Regions from separate parts of the Mus musculus genome. Here all the other regions are linked to region 2. A link is a contact called in public capture Hi-C and promoter capture Hi-C data. All regions are on one chromosome and are shown on one strand. Each heading gives the region's core, a stretch centred on a gene start, on an enhancer-like site or on the middle of the called end of the contact. The rest is flanking DNA. Distances are from core to core; before and after follow the strand shown.

The links. Promoter capture Hi-C pulls out the DNA fragments that hold promoters and counts their contacts. Capture Hi-C pulls out chosen DNA fragments and counts their contacts.
Region 1: a promoter capture Hi-C map of neutrophils shows a contact between it and region 2, with 4 times the contacts expected there. The contact joins the enhancer-like site here to the promoter of Myadm in region 2. A contact is called at or near these places in 4 of 39 promoter capture datasets (the C10 cell line, the HPC-7 cell line, neutrophils and 1 more) and 1 of 115 datasets of contacts at active chromatin or transcription factors (large pre-B cells).
Region 3: a contact with region 2 is called in a capture Hi-C map of macrophages, with 5 times the contacts expected there. The contact joins the promoter of Ttyh1 here to the promoter of Myadm in region 2. A contact is called at or near these places in 2 of 39 promoter capture datasets (cranial neural crest and hippocampal neurons), 3 of 484 Hi-C or Micro-C datasets (cerebral cortex, cortical neurons and neural progenitor cells), 2 of 115 datasets of contacts at active chromatin or transcription factors (embryonic hindbrain and neural tube) and 2 of 9 other capture datasets (liver and macrophages).

Annotation. Positions count from the first base shown.
Region 1 is chr7:4,081,702-4,084,401 of GRCm38.p6, reverse strand. All of the region lies in intron 6 of 9430041J12Rik (RIKEN cDNA 9430041J12 gene), which reads left to right. Among named protein-coding and RNA genes, the nearest start is that of Gm23741, 19 kb to the left of the region's middle. Within about 2 kb of position 1,376, at least 156 of the 459 cell types and tissues checked have an H3K27ac peak or open chromatin away from gene starts, as enhancers often do. A contact at or near this core is called in the HPC-7 cell line, neutrophils and pre-B cells, where this site is marked.
Region 2 is chr7:3,289,118-3,291,817 of GRCm38.p6, reverse strand. It overlaps Myadm (myeloid-associated differentiation marker), which reads right to left and starts at 1,263. Exons shown (of 3, transcript NM_016969.2): 1 at 1,188-1,263.
Region 3 is chr7:4,118,268-4,120,967 of GRCm38.p6, reverse strand. Ttyh1 (tweety family member 1) reads right to left here and starts at 1,438. Exons shown (of 14, transcript NM_021324.6): 1 at 1,188-1,438. The coding sequence starts at 1,313. It overlaps 9430041J12Rik (RIKEN cDNA 9430041J12 gene), which reads left to right and starts at 240. Exons shown (of 9, transcript NR_033568.1): 1 at 240-1,057; 2 at 1,160-1,288.

The DNA of each region.
Region 1 (2,700 bases), core at 127-2,626, 790 kb before region 2:
GTTGGCACATTACCCCCTCTCATATGGAAGAGCACAAATTCTGAGACGAACTAGACTGGTACCGTGTGTGGGTGTCCTTCTTGGCACCTCGTGCTATTATGTCATCTGTCACTCTTGCCAGAATGCCCCTCATCTCCCTGATTTGACAGGCTTTTAACAGATTACTTTCACCATCTTATCCAGGGCAGGTTAGAGGTAGCATCTTAGGAGAAGCCAAGGGGAGTCCATGTAACTCTACAAATGATAGCTGAGGGTGGAGGTTGTGAGATGTGTGCTGGCCTTGGAGAGTTGTGAGGAACAGACACACATAATTTGCTGAGGTATGAGGAAAAGGAAGTGTGGAGAATAATGCTGTATTTTATTTTAGACTAAAAAACTAGAAGATTGGAATTCTTATTATTTAACACAGGAATCACCATAGGGAGAGGAGCTTAGGATAACACCTGTCTCATTTCCATATATTGTCTCTCTCTCTCTCCCTCCCCCTCTCTCTCTCCCTCCCCCTCTCTCTCTCCCTCCCCCCCTCTCTCTCCCTCTCTCTCTCCCTTCTTCCCTCCCTCCAACCCTCACTGTCTGTATACATGTAAGACACCACCATATCTGCATATCTGATACAGTCTTTGCAAATTAAAATAGATTTTTCTGTGTATGTGTGCATGAGTGTGTGCATGTTCAGGTGTTCATGGAGTTCAGATTCCCTGGAATTGTAGTTATAGGAGGTTCTATGTCACCTGATATGCGTGCTGAGAACCAAACCCCAGGTGCCCTGTACGTGATAGTAACTGCTGGGCCATCTCTTGAGCTCTATTAAAAAATTTTGTGCATGGGTATTTTGCCTACGTGTAAGTCTTGTTCTATATGCATGTCTAGTGCCCACAGAGGGTAGGAGAGGACACTGGGTCACCTGTGGATAACTGAGATATGTGGATGTTGGGAATTGAATCTGAGTTCTCTGGAAGGATAGCAACTGCTCTTAATAATTAACCACAGAGCCATCTCTCCAGTCCCCAGGTTTGTTTGTTTGTTTGTTTGTTTGTAAATAAGATTGTTACTATGTAACCCAGGCTGCTCAACTGTCCATTCTCCTACCTCTGCCTGCCTCCTAAGTGCTGAAAGAACAAGTGAGCCCCACCTGTTTTTTTACTTTATTTTTATGCTTTAGTTTGAGCGGTGTCTTTTGTTTTCCTTCCACTAAAACCAAAGTCCTTGTCACCTCTGTTTCAGTGAGTCATTTCTACCTCTCTGAGTCCACCTAGCTGAGGACCTCATCTCCTGCTGCATCTCCATATTTCCAGTAACTTCACTGTTCATCTCTGAGGTCTCCACCTATCCCATTCTGTGGCTTTGCTGAAGTCCTAGTTCCTGTTCTTTGCCATCTGTCTTTGTCCCACACCAGCTACTTTCACTTTCAGAATGGGCAAACCCCAGACAGTTGTATACTTACCCAAAGTACAATCGCCTTTCTCAACTTCCTTCCTTGTTCTATTTTCATTTATTTACTTAGAGACAGGGTTTCTCTGCATAACCCCAGCTGTTCTCGAACTTGTTCTATAGCCCTGGCTGGTCTCCAGCTCACAGAGGTCTGCTTGCCTTTGCCTCCTGAGTGCTAGGTTAAAGGTATTCATCACCACTGCCCAGTTTCTGGCTTATTTTAAAATTGCAAACTCTTGCTCTTTCTTTCTGTTTTTGAGAGACTCCAGTGTATAATGTTGTGTCTTATTTGCTCTTTTTCCTGTCGGGGTCCAGCCTCTACACAGGATCAGAGTTCTCTACTGGAATCAGGGATATCTGGAAGGCACATAATAAACAGACACAGACTACTTTTCACTGACAGGCACTTTTTCAAGTCTCTCTCTCTCTCTCTCTCTCTCTCTCTCTCTCTCTCTCTCTCTCTCTCTCTCTCGCAGCTTGAGGCTGCACCACACTGCATTCTCTTGTGCGCTTTGCTTTTCTTCAACTTCCACACTTGTACACACCCCTGTGCATCCCCTTTCACTCACACATACACTCTTCACATTCACCTCACACACACCACACGCACTCTCCTTTCACTCACACACACTGGCCATACACATTCTCTCTTCACTCAGTCTTCACATTCTCTCTCACATTCTCTCTACTCACCTCATGCACACCGCAATCTCACCTCACTCGCTCTCCACTTGCTCTTCCACCTTTTTCTTGGCCCAGTCTTTTATTAATACTCCAAAAGCAGGTTAAAAAAAGAAAAAGGACATTGTATAGTCATTGCTAAATCAAATTTAAAAGAATAACCACATCCCACAAAGAATCAACAATTACAGTTGTCCCACAAGGTTTCAAGCTTCCCTGATTCCCAGGCCTATGGTCAAAATAATAATAATTGCAAACTTATCATTATTTAAACTTTAACTTTGGACTTATTATACTTCAGAGCTCAGAGCTCCAAGGTCAGACACTTGCACTTTCCTGTCAAACTCTGAGGATAAATGATGTGGGCACAGCTGCCAAGCAGTGGCCAGCAAGAATCAAATTAACCCTTAACTCAGTAGTTCTGCTAGCCTTCTGCTTCTGTACATTGCACATAATGACTCTCCTAAGAGTCCCAATGTTTTGACTTAGTTTTTACTAATATTTAATTTTATGCACTCTATACTTTCTTACCCAGGAACTCTCAAATATTTTACAAAACTTATTTCATAACTTCAATATTTTTTCCTT
Region 2 (2,700 bases), core at 14-2,513:
GGTTTTTTTGGGAAGCCAGGCACCCCGCACTATAATAAGTGGGCAACAGATCGCCTGTAATCTCAGCATTTAGGAGGAAGAGGCAGACGGATCTCTACAAGTTCAGGGCCAGCCAGGTCTACATAGCGAGTTCCAGGACTACAAAGGCTATATACATAAAGCCTGTCTTTAAAATTTTTTAAACAAAAACAAAAATGGCGGGTTAGTGTCCAGCATAAATCCTTCTGTCAGGGAGAAAAGTTAGGAAAGGAGGAATAGAAAGAAAGGAAGACCTTAGGAGAGGTAACGGAACTAGTGATAGAGGCCTCCAGCATCGTTTGAAGTCATTGCTCAGGAATGCTCAGCTAAAGACATAAGCAGGGTGAGGAAACGCCCCTAGAGTTTCCTCCTAGGTCTAGTTCCACTCTCAGGGCCACACCCAGCACCCCTGCTACCATCCCCAATGCCACACTCCTGAGGTCATCCATCACTCCACAGACAGGGCACATGCTGGGCACAGCCCTGAACAGACTCCAGGCCACGCCTCACACCAGTGGTGGGCTCAGCCGTAAGCCTTCAAAGATTCCTACCTCCCTCCCCCCAGCCCCCCCCCCATACTCTAGTGCGGGTGCAGGCCTCTGGGAGGGTCAGAACAAGGACTTTCCCCTCCTGAGTCCCTCCAGGTATAAGCACCAGGTATAAGCATCCAGGAGTTCCATCTTCTCGGATTCAGGGATCTATACTCAATCTTTCCGAGTCTTCAAACCAAGAGTCGAGATCCCAGCCCCTCCCTTCTTCCGTCCCAATTCAAACTCCAGTACCTTCTCCCTCAGAACAAATTCAGACCCCCAACTTCCTCCAGATTAAGGTCTGAATCCTGCCCTCCTCCCTGAGACCCATCTTAAATACAGATCCCAAACCTTTTTGGTCAGACCTAGGAGTCTAGATCCCATCCTACCGCTCTCAGCCTCAAGGGTCCAAGTACCACCGTCCTTCCTCATACCCACGTGCCCACTCCCCAGTCCCTCTTCTTTCCCATGTATGACCTGTATGAGCTCAGATGTTCAGCCTTTCATCCAGAGCTTGAGTCCTGGTCCAACTGCAGTGTTTCTAGGGATCCAGACACCTGAATCCGTGCCCACTCCTCTTTCTAGAACCAAGGATCCTGGACCACAACTCCTTCCCTTTGGGGGTCCCTGCAGCTTTACCTCTCCAGGCAGTGGCGACTGTAGCACAAACAAGGACGACAGCTGCAGACCAAAAGGGTCTTAGGACTGGGTGGAGTTGGCCAGCTGAGGAGCGCGCGAGGGAGGGGTTGTGGGCGGGGTTTGGGCCTGGCTAGGGCGGTGAAAAGGGACTTTCCCTTCATTCAGGCTATCCCTGGTAGGCCCCGAAGGCGGGGCTAATGCCACACCACGCCCCCAGAAGGCTAGCGTCCTGGATCTCCCGCCCTACCAGTGAGGGGGTGCAGAGCTGAGGTCACCGTAGCCGTGGAGACAAAACAGGAAGACACAGCAGCTGGAGGGGTGGGGTCTCCTGGGGGCTATCCTCCCTGTCATAGCTCTAGAAAGAAATCTTCAGGGTAGACCGGAGAATGCTGTTGCCATAGAAACGTACTTGTTTATGATTTGTTTCAGATAGAGTCGTCGCCCCCCCCCCACTAAGCCGGGTCCCCACGCCTAGTCTCACCTCTCATTCAGTTCTCCCGCTCTCCGCCCCACGCCTCTGTCTATCAGTTCCCCCACGATACCCAGAAAAAGGAAATCTTACACATCCAGGTCCCAGCAGTTTGAGGGTCAGCTAGACCTCTGTTTAACGGAGTCTTGTCTACCTGAAGCAGAATTTAGGGTGCCAGGCCTTGAGCTTAAGCTACCTTGACTAGTGAGGGCCCACCCCCAAAAAACAAAGACTAGATTCCTTCGTTTAGGGGTCTGCATAGAGAGTGGGCCATATCTCCAATTACACTGTAATCATGGCCTGAGGACCCTTGGGCCAAGTCTCAGAAGATCACAGCCAGGAGACGCGAAAGGATGATGGATAGTAGCTAAATTCCTGGAAATTTGGAGGGAGGGTACCAGATTTCTGAGCGTTCAGTTTTCAAAACATATGTGGTTGGTTGGTTGGTTGCCTGAGTCTAGAAGGGCACGCTATTTTTGGCCTGAATTCCTGCCTTCAGGACAAAGGGAGAGACTCAGAATCTTTATGAGGACAGGGCTAGGGCCCGGAGCTCTGGATTCTAGGTTCTATCATATGGGAAGGATTCCTCGGGCCCTATAGTACCGGGAGGAGAGGGGCAAAAGCAGGAAAGAGATGCAGGATTGGGAAAAAAAAAAAAAAAAAAAGTCGGATTTAAGGGCCTGAAAGAACTCGACTGAGCCAGATGGGAAAAGAAGCTGAAGGTCGCGATGCTGGAGGGACCTTTAGGTCTCTCCTAAAGGTCCCAATGCTGGCCCCCTGGGCAGGGCGGAGACCCAGGACACCTGGTTCCCTCCCTCCTGGCTGCACTCACTCACCCCGCTCTGCAGCGGTCCCGGGCGCGGCCTTGCTCTGCTGCTGCTGGGCGGGGCCTAGTGGCGGCTGCGGCTGCTTGTCTCTTCCCGGCGGCTGCTTCTGGTTACCTTCCAGGAAGACTGGAGAGGTTTATAGTCCTAGCCCTAGAGAGGAAGCTAGGAGCTTCGCGAAGGGGGTGGGAGGTGGGGGTTCGAAGGGGTCCAAGAGCTC
Region 3 (2,700 bases), core at 189-2,688, 830 kb before region 2:
GGTACTGGGGACCCCAGGAGGGGATTCCTCGTGGCTGAGGGACTCTCCAGAGCCATAAGCCCCAAGAGTTGGGCTGGGAGTGGGTGGGCCGACCGGCTGGAGGCTGCGATTGTGTAAGTGGCTGTGGGCGAGGGGATGGCGGTGCTCATTTGGAGGGGAGAGGGGGCGGGTGGAGTAGGCAGGGAGGAGCCGCTCAGGCTGTGCCAGCCATGACCCAAATAGCAAGCACACCAGCACACGATCCCCCTCGCTGCTTTTCTGGGAACATCCCCCTCCCTCGAAGCTCTCCCAACCCTGTGCCCCTTTCCCAGAGGGCTGCCACAGAGGTTCAGACTTGAGGGGAGGGCAAGGCCAACTCCCAGCCCCCCACCAGGCCCCCAGCTCAGCCAAGCTTTTCTCCTCATTAATCTCAAAGTCAAGGACTTGAATTAAACTGGGTCAGGGGACAGCACCTCCGCCCCCCCCCCCCCACGAACCGCAGCTGGGCCTCTTTCCCTAGGGACCCCAGAGTCTGTGAGGGTCCACCACCAGCCTCACCCTCCTGGGACCCAGGCCTGTTGTCTTCCTTAGCCTGGAACCTAACCACATTTCTATCCCAACCCTCTCTGGCACCCTAACAACCCCTTCCCTCCTGGGACAGGCTGAAGGCACCTTGAATCCTCATCTTACCTCAGCTGGTTTCCCCAGTCCTGATCTCTGTTCCCTATTTGAGGATATCAATCCTTCCCAGACCTCGGCTGCCTCCCCTGCCTTCCCTCTCTCAGTCCTTTCTCTACCCCCACCCCCCCGCCAAAAAAAAATTTTTTTTTAATTTAATCTGGGACATATTTACTAGTCGGGATTCTGTGGGGGCGGGGTCCTTCTCGCCTGGGACCTCAAGAGCGGACCTTTCCTTAGATGACCCTAAAGACTGGCTTTCCAGGCAGGTCTCAGAAACCCAAATGCTGGGCCCCCATCTCCTCCCATTCAGGATTCTTGGAAGTCTAGGATCCCAGCTCTCCTTATCTGGGAAGAGAGGGGTCTGCACCCCCAGCGCACGTCCTAGGGGAACCTCAAGGTATGAGCGCTATACCTCTGATCTTGGACTTGTACTCACAAATGCAGGCCGGGTCCCCAGCCCCTAAGACGCCGGAACTCTGACCCAGCCTCCTGTTCCCAGGGGACCTGGCCCAGGTTTGCCATCCCACCTGCTGGTACTCTTGGTCGCGGGGAGCAAAGCCGCTGGGCACCGGGCGGAGCTGGAAGTCGGCGCGGGGCAGCTGGTGGAGGAGATGCACCCAGGCAGAGGGTCGGTAGCCCGGGGGTGCCCCCATGGCCCCGGGGAGGGGCAGCGGGGCGGACCGGGCCGGGAGCCTCGGTGCTGTGCGGGGCGCGGGCGGAGCGGGGTTTGCGGGGCTCCCGGGAGCAGGAGCCCGGAGGGCCGGGGGTGGAGATTGGGGAGGGGGGAGGCGAGGCAGCGCCTCAGTGCTGCCTCTGGCGGTCACCGGAGGCAATGCGGCGTGAGCAGTGGTCCCCGTTGCTCCGCCCTCTCCTGGGCTCCCACCTGCTGCCTGTGCAGGTGAAGGGTCTTTGCTCATGTCAGTGGTATGCAGGGGCTGTGCTTGCTGAGAACAAAATGGATTCGCCCGCCTTGTCCCTGTCTGTATAAGAGCCAGGATACTGGGATTTCTCTTTCAAGCACACAAGCTCTTTATCCTTATGTAAAACCTTCACCTTGGTGTAAAGGTCATTAGTATTTGAGCAGCAGTTAGCCAGGCGCGCCAATAAAAAATCCCTCACTTTTCCGTTTGTAAAGACAGCTTCTGCTTAGGTAAGAGTCTCCTTCTCCACGACACATTTTGTCATTACCTGTATATGGACACAGTTTCTAGACAGAAATCTTCCTGTGTGAGCAGACCCTTCCAGAAAGACCTACACATGCCGTGAGAACTGTTTGTATAAGAACTCCACCAACTTTGAATAGGATCCTAATTATCTATCTATATAGGGGCCCATCCCATTTGTGTATGGTGGCTTCCCACATGTTTGAGACCTTCTCCAAACTGCTTCATTCTCTAGAATGACCCCCACTACTTGCCACTCACGTAAAGTTTGCAAGTGATCTTCTAGCCAAAATATTTGTGTTGGGTCTCATGGGAAGCTGCTAAAGTCACACAGATAGATGATGGGAGGCAGGTATCCCTGGAGGGACCCTGGCCACCATGAAATCATCACTCAGACCTTTACTGTGTGACCTAACATTCCCAGGGTGCTGCTCAACTGTCCCTTTTGGTGTGTAGGAGGCCTAATTTTTGCCCCTAGAACGCCCAGTAGTGTTTCTGTCTGCCTAGGGGAGGGTATTGGATGGGAAGGAGTAAGAGTTGACCCCCCCATGCCATCCATGAATTTTAGTTGAGAATGGTAGAAAGGGCTAGCAAGAGAAGTAATGATGATTGTGTTTGTGATGACTGATGGTCCTGGTGATACCGATGGTAGTCATGGGGATGGCAGAGTTGTGATGGTGGTGGTGATAATGGTGATGGTCATGGTGGTGGTGATGGTGATACAGTTCCTGATGATGATGGTGGTGGTGAGAATGATGATGGTGAGCATGCAGATGATAAGATTTTCTTGGTGTTGATGATGGTAGCTGAAGAGACAGTGGTGATGAAGATGGTGGTGATGATAGTGATGCTAGTGATGGTAGTGATGGTGATAGTG